2 separate regions of the Drosophila melanogaster genome follow, and region 1 is linked to region 2. The links are chromatin contacts, called in public targeted proximity ligation maps. All regions are on one chromosome and are shown on one strand. The core of a region is the stretch at or near the end of the contact, and the rest is flanking DNA. Distances in the headings are between cores, read along the strand shown. Region 1 holds the start of scf (supercoiling factor). Region 2 holds the start of Usp10 (Ubiquitin specific protease 10).

The links.
Region 1: a targeted proximity ligation map of the Kc167 cell line shows a contact between it and region 2, with 3 times the contacts expected there. A contact is called at or near these places in 5 of 107 Hi-C or Micro-C datasets (the Kc167 cell line, brain, embryo and 2 more) and 1 of 7 datasets of targeted methods (the Kc167 cell line).

What each region holds. Positions count from the first base shown.
Region 1 is chr3L:1,296,328-1,303,026 of dm6, reverse strand. It overlaps scf (supercoiling factor), which reads right to left and starts at 4,355. Exons shown (of 2, transcript NM_058044.5): 1 at 3,827-4,355; 2 at 2,638-3,708. The coding sequence starts at 4,301. The coding sequence ends at 3,194. It overlaps Rabex-5 (Rabaptin-5-associated exchange factor for Rab5), which reads right to left. Exons shown (of 4, transcript NM_138249.3): 2 at 6,559-6,699; 3 at 6,192-6,504; 4 at 4,530-6,118. The coding sequence ends at 4,699. It overlaps Rac1 (Rac1,), which reads left to right and starts at 344. Exons shown (of 1, transcript NM_001274318.1): 1 at 344-2,148. The coding sequence starts at 681. The coding sequence ends at 1,259. Acat2 (Acetyl-CoA acetyltransferase 2) reads right to left here and starts at 83. Exons shown (of 6, transcript NM_138250.3): 1 at 1-83.
Region 2 is chr3L:869,231-875,276 of dm6, reverse strand. Usp10 (Ubiquitin specific protease 10) reads right to left here and starts at 2,366. Exons shown (of 10, transcript NM_001274300.1): 1 at 2,298-2,366; 2 at 1,402-1,969; 3 at 396-1,286; 4 at 78-327. The coding sequence starts at 1,857. CG12502 reads right to left here. Exons shown (of 7, transcript NM_138223.2): 5 at 5,676-6,046; 6 at 5,411-5,614; 7 at 4,382-5,344. The coding sequence ends at 4,681.

The sequences.
Region 1 (6,699 bases), core at 3,106-5,605, 430 kb before region 2:
TATTGACTTGGCTATTGAGCAGCAAATAAATTCTAATTTTCGAAATTGTATTATTTGCTGCCAGAAGTGTGACCAGGTGCAGCCAAAGCCCAGAAGCTGCACTTCTGGGGCCCAGCCCTACTAAAAACAGCTTGTTCTCACTTCAAATCACTGACATAAACAGGAAGACAATGAAATTATATATTTTGTAATTCGGATTTAATTATAAGTAAATGCGAAACTTAAGGGTTTTATGTTTGCTTTAAGGACGAAGCCTTGAAATAATTTACAAATCTTAGGGTGACCATTTCAATGCAGTTTTAATTTGTTTTAGTATTTTACAGCTTTCCCATGGTAAATTTGAACAGTCCAGCCGCGGTCACACTGCAGTACACAGAAAATTTACTTTTTTTGTTGAGAAAATTAGGGAAATTAACGCACAAAACGCGAGTTAAAGAGGCCCAGAACGTAAGGCGCGATCATCAGTCGCCCCGAGGACCACAAGGCACTGGAAAAGGAGTCGCGCTTCCAGAGATAACCCCGCAAAAGGACCCACGCAAGCAACAGTCCTCCGCCGCCGCCCCAAAAAGAACCAAAAACGCCTGAAGAAGAAGCACCCCCGCAATCAGAAATCTGCAATCTTCAATCTCCAATCTCTAGGCACATAGCACTCCAGTCCAGAAAGTCGAGGAAATCGAACCATGCAGGCGATCAAGTGCGTCGTCGTGGGCGACGGAGCCGTGGGAAAGACCTGCCTGCTGATCAGCTACACGACCAATGCCTTTCCCGGCGAGTACATACCCACCGTGTTCGACAACTACTCGGCCAACGTGATGGTGGACGCCAAGCCCATCAACCTGGGCCTGTGGGATACGGCCGGGCAGGAGGACTACGACCGACTGAGGCCACTGTCTTATCCCCAGACCGATGTCTTCCTCATCTGCTTCTCGCTGGTGAATCCGGCATCGTTCGAGAACGTGCGGGCCAAGTGGTATCCGGAGGTGCGCCACCACTGCCCCAGCACGCCCATCATCCTGGTGGGCACCAAGCTGGATTTGCGCGACGACAAGAACACAATCGAAAAGCTGAGGGACAAGAAACTGGCGCCCATCACCTATCCGCAGGGCCTGGCCATGGCCAAGGAAATCGGAGCGGTCAAGTATCTGGAGTGCTCGGCCCTGACGCAGAAGGGTCTGAAAACCGTTTTCGACGAGGCCATCCGGTCGGTTTTGTGCCCCGTGCTGCAGCCCAAGTCCAAGCGCAAGTGCGCCCTGCTCTAAAAGAGTTAGACAGTTGGTCGGTGGTGTTCCACCGACGGACTCTGCTTAAACGTAATATTATTAACTATAAAACCATTATGTAACCTAAGCGTGGCCAGGCTAAATGGCTCATCCGTAGTTTCTTTGTTACAATTTTGCCACTAATTTCCGCTGCTAGGGGGGGATTCCCCCAACCCAACCCAACCCAACTCTTGCTTTTGTTTCGTTTCCGAGTTCTGAGTTTGTTTCGAGTGTTCTGTAATTCATAATCCAATTATTCTGTTTATTCGTGCATTAATTTCAACTAAAAGTTAAAAGCGAGATGTTTCTAGACGAAATGGAGAACTGTAAACTCTAACTGTATTTTGTATTATTTAATAACTTTTGTAATTAAAATTAATGTTGTAAAACTGAGGTAAAACCAAAAACAAAACAAAACAAAAAAAAAAAAACAAACGAAAAACCTAAAAAAAATGTGAGACAAGTACGAGAATAGCCGCATAATGAGCATAAAGCATAGATGTCGCATAGATGTTGATCGAAGGTCCTGCGGAAGGGATCAGGATATTGAGTCAGTAAAGTAAACGTTCCATTGCAATTACACTTACATTATTACATACTTGTATTTAGATGTTGTTGGATATCGAAGCGACGGCGCGGGCGAGTAACAACTTTTTAAACTTTTGCTAGATCCAGGAACTATCAATATATATACATGTATGTATAAGATGAAAAGTCCTTCGTATACTATGTACTGAATTAAAGGCATCAAACTGAGCAACTTTGAATACTTTGTATTTTAAACGACAGATATTCAAGAAACAAAAGAAAAACAAAAAACATGAACGAAGCCAAGATAATTATATAAATGTGTCTATTTCAATGGAAATCAATAAAGCATAATAAAAGGAGTTTTGGTTTATTTATTGTGATATGTTTCTTATATTCTTCTGACATATCATATGTAGTGAATACTAGAAAACGATCTGCGCATATTAGGGAACTATGAGTGGGAAAGAGCGTAAAACTAGTTTTAGCTAAGTCGAATCACTCATCGAAAAGATATCTGAGTGCTCTTTTCTTCTCCAAGATCTTCGCAGCACCAGCACATATACTTACTTACATAGCTCACGCATTCAAATATTCTTGATTGTTTATCAAACTCCATTCGTCAATGGCCGACATTGGCCCTCGCTCGAGTGCTCACTGTACCCACAACGGAGACAGACTTATCAACGCCGAAGAACGAATTATTTTGCTTATCTCGGCGAAAGTCGAGAACCGAAAATAATCTAAATCAGCTTGAAACAAAATAACCGATTCCCGGAGCTCCTCACTTCTGGTTCTACACCGAGAAAGAAGTATTTATGGTTAGCATGAAAATAAAATATAAATATATAGAAGTAAATAGAATAAAAGCATTTTATTGAACATGTTGCAACTAAACTCTAAAATGATCTTGTTAATAATAGTTAGATGTAAAATGTAGTATCAAGTCCAGATAAGTGGCAATCGTAGGCATTCAAGATTCCTATTGTTTTTTCCGGTGCACTCACACTCTCTTTGGAATGTTCTCGCAGCTGGAAATAAATCGGGCTACAGCGAAAATCATTTATGTTTATACATATGTTACACAGGCAAAGGCGGCGTATCTGTGGCTCGGGGCAAGGGGGAGGGGGTCAAGTGACCGCATGTGTGTGCGGATGGGGTTTCGTTCCAGTGACGTGGCCATTGATGCTCCAAGAGCTGACGTGGACGCCTTTCAATTAAACAAATCACCTCAAATCAATTGGTCGTGGTGCCACATACAAAAGGAAGGCCCATCATTCGAGTCGGTTTATAATGCACTTTCTTAAGGTCTTAAGGGCTAGACAAGATTACAAGTTATTTGGCATGCGAAGTGGGAGATTCATAGGATCAATCTTAATCTCAGGGATTCTGGGTATCTAGACACTCTAGAACTCATCGTGGCGGGCCAAGGCCTCGCCGAAATCGGTGGCCTGGGAGCCGACGAAAACGTCGTACTTGTCTAGTATTTCCTCCTTTGTCAACTTATCATCGTGGTCCGCATCGGCCTCGAACAGCAGGTGCTTGGCCTCCGCCTCCGAATGATCGAAGTCATGGGGCGCAATCCACTGCTTCACTTCCTCCTCGTTCAAATAACCATCTTTGTCCAGGTCGCGATGTGTGGAGAACGCCTCCCTTTCGTTAGCCACCCACTCGGGCTCCTCGTCTTCCGCGCCCGTCGATCGGTACATGTCGCCAATGTACTCGTCCACCGAGATCTTGCCATCGTGGTCCTTGTCCAGATCGGTAATGGTCTCGCGCAGAACCACACCCTTCATGCTGGGATGGTCCTCGGGGTGCAGGAAGGCGGTAAACTCATCCTTGGTGAGATTGTCATCCAAGTCCTGGTCGGCCACCGACCAGCGGTACCGATCGCGTTTCAGCAGGCTCTTGTAGCTGACTCCTGTTCGAAAAAACAAATACAATTTGATTAGATTAATGTGATGTTTCCCGCCCATCAAAACAGTGATTTCCCTATCAAATTGATGCCTCTGCTTACAATGACGATTTGGGCTACATACCATTTTCCTCCTGTTCCTTCTCGTCGGGGCTCAGATCATCCATGAAGCCGTAGACAGTCTGCATGTAGGAATCCCAGCTTATGGTCTCATTGTTGTCCGGATTGTGCTGCTTCCACACGCGACCCACGTCTTCTTCGATGTAGCGCCTCTGGGTGTAGGCGATCCAGTTCTTTAGCTCCGCCAATGTGACTGACCCGTCCTTGTTCTCGTCGATTCGGTCCACAATGACGCCCAATCTCCGCCTGCTCTCCTCGGGTGTCAGGCTGTCGAACTTCTTGGACTCGTCCGGGCCCAAGAAGGCTTCGTGGTCAAACTGGGCATTGTGCTCGCCCCCGTCGAAGTGCCTGGGGTGCAGGGGGTCGTGCTCGAGCGGATTGTGGGGCAGCTCTTCCGGTATGCTGGAGGCACTTGCTCCACTTATCACCGCCGTCAGCGCAACAACAAGTAGCAGCATCTGAATTCGGGTTCTAGCCATTTCTCGTGAGCGCTCACGTCCGTTCGGTTCGGCAGGCAAACTGAGAATAAATCGTGTGTGATTGAGATATTTCGAAAACAACAATCTCTCTTGTTACTTTTCTAGTGCTGCCAGATTATTGGATAAGTGATGCCCAGTTGGCGGGACTTTTGAAAATCATGCAATTACCCCTGGGAAAGAAATTAAACTTAGTTAACCGTTTATTGTAAAAAACAATACAACTTGTGTATGTGTTAGATTGCATTTATTAAACGTCCTTTCTGTAAAGCTAGTTAAATATGGTACAAATAAATATGTGCAGAAATTTGAATTGAAGCGTTGGGCTAACTACAATATTTCACTTAAACTTATTTACATTCACACAGCTGCAGGATTCAGTGACCCAGTGAACAAACGTTTATTTGGGAGCATCCGCGCCGTCCTGTCCCAGAGAACTAAAGTCTCCCGTGTTGCACGAGATGCTGGGAATATCGAAGTTTGAGAAGCCCCGGTAGTTGGACACCTCGGGCTTCAGAGGGGATGGAAGCAGGACAGCTGTGCCGGGCACTTCGCTATCTATAAGGCTATCCGTTGTGCTATCCAGCAGACTGGTCTCCGGCAGAGGCGGCGGTGGCTTGGCAACTAGGCCCTTCTGCGCCAAGGGGTCGAATTCGTCGAGATTCAGCTTTGACTCGTCCGCAGTGCTGTTTTCCCCACTTTGATCCGACAAGTCGAAGTCGTAGTTGATATTGGTCAGGCCTCCTTGAAACTCGGAGCCCAGCATGAGTACGTCTGTGTTCGCATCGGGCACAGGCTCCTCCAAGAGCGAGACGGCATCAAACGCGGTGTAGTTAAAGATTGGAGAGGCGAAGAGGTGATCGGCTGGCTGAACGTTCTGCTGAAGTGGCGACAGACGGCCCATCGAACTCATGCTGGTATCCTTAAGGGACAATCCAGATTCTTTAGACGCCGCTGCGGGCTTTACCAACCCACCGGCTGCTGTCAGCGACTGGGAGGTCAATGAGCCGCCGTGCAGCATATTCGCTTGATAATGACCAGCCTCGCTTTCGTTGAGAAGGTGCGCCCTGGCTTGACCAATCAGAAAAGCGGGTGTTTTGATGGGCAGCAGGTTGAGTGGGGCCTTGGCAATCACGGTGTCTACTCGTTCCGTCACCTCTCTTTGGAAATCGATAAGCTCTTTTTCAAATGAAGTTATTCCAGAGCTTATCAGGGCGTTCCTTTTCTGCAGCATCTCCATTCGCTTCATGTTCTCGGATATCAGGTGAAGGCTCTCGCAGGCCAACAGGGCACTTTCCCAGGGCGTGCTGTAGGGCTGCTGTCCGGACATCAGAGCCTCGAACTCCTCGCTGCTGACGCCCAGACTCTCGCCATTCAGATTCTCTATGAAGGCGATGGCGGAGCACAGATTGGTAAAGTAGTAGCCACTCTCGCCGCTCATCAGCCGCGAAGCGTTTGTGAAGCGCGTAACGAAGTTGATGTTGCTGTGCAGTCGCACTGGATTTGCCTTAAGCACGACGAATATTAGGGCGGGTAGGAAGTCATCCGCACTGGCGGGTCCTCCAGTTGCCCGCTTCAGAAGCTCAAAGATGTGCCTACAGCAGCGCCAAGTGCACTGCAGCTTCTCCTGCGGCGAATAGTACGAATCTATGCCCACCAGCTCGGATATAGCATTGTAAACCAGATCCCTGGCCTCCGAGTTGACCTCGTCGATGCTGCAGTCCAGATGCTTGGCCGTAATCCAGCTCAGCTGGCGTATCCGCTTCTGCACCTTCACGTCACTGTCCTCATCGGTAGTGAAATAGGGACTGAAGAGAAATCTGCAAAAAAAAAAAAAGAGTTTCCCAGATAAAAATATGTACTCCTCTGATATCAACGTTCCGCTTGACTCACTTGTGGTTCTGCGTCATCACCACTTTCTCAAAGAAGTCAATGGCACTATCGCGATCCTCGTTGGTGGCTATCTCGAAGCTGGGATCGTTGTGCACAATGTCTGAGACTTTGGTGTAGGCGTTTTGAACCAAATCTGATAGTTCGTTGATGTTTTTGCCGCCATTTCCGTTCATATACTTGCGGATGTCGCTGTCCAAACGCTGGATTTCAAGCTTGAGTTTCCGCTTGCCATCGTCGGGAATGCGAAGTTGCCGCAATTGCAGTAGGAACTGGCCCTCCGTGGGATCCGGCACATGACCACGCTGTTGGGTAACTAAGGAATATCCAAGTATAAGCATTTAAAGGCAGTGTGGCTATGCAATATTACTTTTTTGGGCTCCCGCCTGCAGAGTTTTTTGCAGCACAGCGGTAAACTTTTTCTTTTGCAGGGTTCCCAAGTTGTCCTGCTCCTTGTCCGACGGCTTCCTGACCTGCTGCTCCACTTTTCCCTGGAGGTGCGCATGCTGTG
Region 2 (6,046 bases), core at 1,117-3,616:
CAAAGTGAAACTCAGCTTGCATTATGAATTCCAATTCCCAAATGAATCACTAATCAATACCGAGCACTAGCACTCACCCGTTTGCTCCTGATGTTGTTGTTGCTGCTGCTGTTGGGGAGTGGGTGTTGGTGGCTGCGGAGGTTGCGCCTGAACCAACTGGGCTGGCTGTTCGATTAACAGGGGCGACGTTTGCTGCAAAATGTGATGCGGCGGTGGCGGCAGCAGAGCTGGCTGGACTGCATCCGGAGGGAGGGGCATGGCAGCAGTCCAGGCCACCGGAATAGGGCCTGGTGGCGGTGCTCCGCACTCGGCTAGCTCGTCCTCGTACTATTAACGATAAGAAATGTTTAGTATTGCCATTGTCTTTAGCTTCACGGTATGCCAGGCCCACTTACCTGCGGTAGCGGACCCGCTCCTGGATGGATTGGCTGCAGGGCGGCCATCTGACCATCGTCGAATATCTGCATCACGCCCATTTGGTGCTGCATTTCGTGCATCTGTGGATCGTAGATGGGATAGTTTGGACTGATCATGCTCGACGTCTCCGAGGAGGGCAGGGATGAGCTATTGTGGTTGAGCTCATCGGCTACACTGACAGCACCTCCATTGGGATGCACAGCCACCTGTTGCTGTTGTTGCTGCTGCTGTAGCGCTTCGAAGTCCTCTGCGTACATGGGGCCCTGGTGCCAGATCTGGGTCATTCCGCCGTCCGGCTGAGCTCCACGTTCATCCACTCCCGGCTGGCCAGCGTCTTCGGGTACATACTGGTACTCAGCCGGATGCATCATGGGGTAGATGTACCCACCGTGGTTGAACCACGCAGGATTATACATCAGCGGTCCGGAGATGAAGAGCGGCGTTCCAGTTGCCTGTTGGGCAGCAGTGGCATTGGGGGGAGGCTGCACATTGGCATGTTGGGGTGTGAAGTAGGGAGAGGGATATGGCCCGTAGGCGTAGGTTGGTGGCGCCGCGTAGTACTGCTGTAAGTGCTGCATGTGCGCCTCCGGCGGCGCCAACTGCTGACCAATCTGATCCGGCTGAAGCTGCAGCCCGGGATTGGCTCCGTCCGGCGGTGGCAGTTGCTGCTGCGGCGGAAGGGTGATCAGTTGCTGCTGCTGGAGGTGACGTGGCCCATGGTAGTCATTGCGTCGCGGTCCACCGCCACGGGGACGACCTCGTTCGCGCATCCGTCCGCCACCCATTCTAGGACCATGGGGATTCGGAGATCCGCCCTGGGGCGCCAAATTAATGGGCACAGGCTGCAGGTGCGGCATCACCGTGTTGCCCTGTGTGGAATAACAAGTAAGAAGGTCAGTAATGTAGGTGCTAGCTAGTAACAATGCTTAGTAATTAGCGAAATTATCGAACAGATGTATATAGATCCTGTTCTGTTTCACCCACCTGCTCCTGGGGCATGTCGCCGTGTCCAATGTAGTGATGCTGACCTCCGGGTGGCATATAAGCCGGAACACCGTGCGGCCAGCCATGCAGGTTCACATTGGCAGTGACGTTGTTCACATAGACGTGATTGCTGGGCATCGGAGCGGGGATCATGGCCGGGTAGTGGGCTCCGGCGTGCGGGTGTCCTCCGTGGGCGGACATATAGACGGGTGGATTGTACACTGGCTGTCCGGTTGGAGTGAATGCCTGGACGGGCGTCATCAAGTTGTTGTTCCCGGATGGTGAGACCAGGGTGTTGTTGTGATGGTTGTTGTTGTTGTTGCCATTATTGCCGGGTCCGCTGCTCACGCCAGACGGCTGGGGCGTCGAGGGCGTTGAGATGGGCGTGGCTGCTCCTCCGCCTGCCGCGCCGGAGGATCCCGCCGTCGTGGAAGCCGACGACGACGTGGATGCCATGGCTTTGAGGCCAAAGGTTAGAAACTTGGCTCAAATTCCGGTTGAATGTACTTGCGGATTTAGACGAGTCTCAAGAGTCGCAGCAGGCGCCAAACATTGAAATTGGTTTTTGCTGATCGGAAAGAGAGCGCATAGCAATTGATTAATTAGTACATTAAGGAGATAATTATATAAGACTGGGCAATCAATATTAATTATGCACGCAGTCGAAAGAAGAATACACCATTTATTAGAGTCCCCTAATTAAATTTATTAATATAAAGTATGGGGGCATGAGGGTAATGATTCAAAACAATTTCTATTGACAAGACCAACTGTTGAATACTATGGCTGATTCTACAAATCTTGAGCCGCACGTTTAAATATATCACATCAATAAAGTAACTTCAATTCTAACACTAGCTTATGCAGCTGGAGCGCACAAATTCATTATATTTTACCCGACGCAGGTTAAATTCTAATTAAATGCGATTTTCAATTCACGCCACTCCGCGTGCCGCAGCCAGAAAAGCGATCTGGCAAGGCCGCACAGCTGTGATGAGACGGTGTAATGAGAAAATCAAATAAACAAAGCAAAAGAGACGCATAATTTAAATAAGGCTTACACGGGAATTATCTCAAATGTAGACGCATTATAAATGCATATTTATCAAACAAAACTAACTGCTGCCCATTGCATTTCTGGACATTTTCTGGACGATTTTTTGGTGCCACACGGCGCCCGCTAGAGATGAGTAATTGCGACGATTTGCCGGCTCACGTAAATATCGGTCACGAATGTAACAGGTTCAAAGGGCTCTTTTAATGGGTTTTTCTAGATTAGAAGTTGGTCATGGAAAGTGAAATGACTTCGGCATGGAAGCTGGTCGTTCATCTTGAAAACTACCTGCATTTGACAGACATTCATTGCTGTTCTTTGGGAGTTTTAAATTACTCATCTCTGCCGAACACAACACACATACACCAGCACATGCACGCACTCACACACACGCACACATGCACACACGGAGAGGCAGGGCAAATGGAAGAAATGGGAAAATAACGTTCGCTGGAAGCAAAAAGTCCACGATTCCCTACTAGTTGCCAGGTTTACTTCTTCCGAGTTTTATGTAAATGGAGGAGCCAGGTGTTTGGTGTTATTATTGTGCTAATTTCGTGGGCGCCGGGGCGGGTGTATCGAACGTACCTTTTGTTGAGTGGCCAATTGAAATCAATTTTGCAATTTGATCATATTTTATGCGTGCGGCAATCTCTCTCCTGCTCTCTCTTTCTCCGCGGTGCCACGATAATTCCGCAACTTTTTACACGCTGCTGCTCCAAATTCTGCTGCTTTTGCTGCCACAAATTAACATTGAGGCGGGCAGTTGCGCGGGGTCACAGGTCTCGGGGCACGGGCGAGAGGTCACCGGTTAACACGGCACTCGGCGATCCCTATATTGCTGAGGGCCACAAACGTTTTATTGTTCTCTATTTTTCGGCCGAAAAACCTTCCTGCTCCCAGGGTTGTCGCAATTCGATGACAGTGCGATAATCGTCGGCGCGTGCTATCGATGGCCAGGGTGGCCACCCGCCTGCAACCGATGGCAACGCTGTGGAAAATTGGCGGGTAATTTGAATGCTTGACTATGTTATTAAAACCTATTTCGGACGTATTCGACAATACAAAACACCAAGACTATTATTAGACACACATTGTTTGTTTTTATTTATGCAATATTAAACATGCAATGAACAATTATACAAAAATTCGCTGCACATCAACAGAGATTCGTGTTCGGCCTTCCATTTAAACCAACTCGGGCATTTTGAATTTTCGGATTGCTGTGGGATTTTCAACATCTATTATGGAACGAGAAACATTGTAATTGCATGGATTACAAATAAACACTCAGATATATAATCGTATAGGTACATATAATGCTGTAATGTGGGGATTAACACTGAGAGCGTACAACTAATTATATATGTGCATCGAACTTAATCCGTGTTCCGATTGCTTTTCATTGACTAGTTTTCCATTCGCCATTGACCAATTTTGTAAATCAATTTGCCTAATCAGTCTTTACTATAAGCTGATTGTACTTTTTACAGGGTATGCACAAGTCTGGCATTTATTTGGCCACGCCCTCGTATTTAGATCGTTGTGAGTACACATCCTCGTAGAGATTAGCATTAACATTAACCGATAAATAGTATTGATAACAACGGTACACCCAACGGGACATTTCGGCCCCAGATATGGGATCGTAATAACGTGATATATCTCATATTCTAACAATAGGAAGACTAGTGACGACAGCTGCGATCAAAATAATATCTCTATGTGTTTTCCAACCAACTGCGCTTCCAAGAATAGGCTTTATTTTGATTCAAAAAGATCGTTTGATTTTTCAGCTCTTTGAAATATGAACTAAAAACAACCTTAATCAGTTGGAAAATATGTCTGAAAATAAATCTGAGACTATTGGAGGAAATCTAAAAAAAATGCACACCAATCCTTCTACGTTTCATGCTATAATTATTTCGATCGCAACTGAAGTTATATTTTTAATAACATCAGTTTATCAAGTTAATAGACGTCGTTGAAGTTAGTTCGTTAGTTGATTGCTTAGGCCCGAGGCAACACAGAGATAATTGCTGGTATATATATATATATATATATATATATACTCGTTTAACACTTATCTAGATACGATCTAGGGGTTATAAAAATAAACGACACGCACACGCACAAAAATACATATACAAACATCAATCGAGTTGCTAAAGTAATTGTCGATGGCTGCTGGTTAAACGCTAAGAAGTGGGTGTATCCATTCGATCCTAGGGATCCTGATCCTGGATTGATTCAGTTGTGTGGGAATTGCCCGGCTGTGTCGGAGGCGGGGGTGGAGAAGGCGGGGTACTTGGATGCAACTCATCCGCATCTATTTCGATCTCAATCGAGTTCTCCCGCTCCGTGATCTCCGGCATTTTGAGGGAGAAGCTGCTCAACTTTCGCTCCGCAGATCCCAAGGAGCCCTGGGAGTCGGCTTTCAGCAAAGTGGTCCTCCTCTCGTTGATGACCCTCAGTGAATCGTACCTCTGCTCATCCGCACTGCCACACCCACCGTTTTCAGCCAATCCCCTTTCCATGGACCGTATGTAGAAAACGGAATCATCCCGCTCGTTTGGAACACCTTTCTTGGGCCTGTAGAACTGGCGGGAACTATTGCTCCTGTATAGCGGATTGGCCACTGGCCTCGGATCCTCCTCCTGCTCGCTGCGCGCGAGGGGCAGGAATCCCGGACGAGCCTTTTTCGGCGGCAAGCTGCTCGTGTGGTGCTGCAGTTCGGTGATCTCCTCGTAGGACGCCTTGGGCTGTGTCGTCTCCTCCTGCTCCTCCGACTGATCCAGACTCTCCTCGGGAACGGCTGGCTCCATGCTGGATTGGCCCGACAGCTGGCGCACCGGTGGCGGTGGCTCCGAGCATACAGATAACTGACTCCTGCAAGGAAAACCGAGTTAAAATCTATTTGGGAACTTGATTTGGAGGGGTACAACATGGACATACCGAAACTCCTTCTCCACGGAAGGCGTGGCCGATGGACCCGAGCTGTAGCGCTTGGGCGAACGGAGAATGGATTTGGGCATCACTTCGGGACTATGAAGATCTACTTGAACACGCCGAGACTCGATACTGGATGTTCGACTGGCCATGGAGGCACAGCGAGCCGTCCAGCGGCCGCTATACGAGGAGTCCGACATTGTAGAGTTCCTGTAAGCAATGGTATATGTTATTAGCCAGCTAGAGGAGCTATTGGACACCTTGAACTCACCGCCTGTGTCCCAGCGGACTGCGACTGTGATCCCGTGCCTCCTCCTGCTCGATGGGTCGTTGCCGGGAGAGAACGTGCCGCTTGGCGGTGTCCGACCGCTTGTTCCGCTCACTGCGCTTCTCTGCGCCGGAACTCATGCCCAATCCGGGCGGATGATTACTGCCGCCGTCAAAGGAGGAGGCCTGCCAGTAGACACGACTAGCAGCTGGTGGCTGGAGCAGGGAGCACTCCCTGGTGGCCCTCTGGATCAGGCTGGAGGAATTGCTGATGATCCGGGCCGACGAAGAGGAGCCAGCTCCTCCTCCACCTCCTCCTCCGCCTCCACCGGAGGGTTGCGATCCCGCTCCCAAGCCCGGTCGCACTGGGCGCAC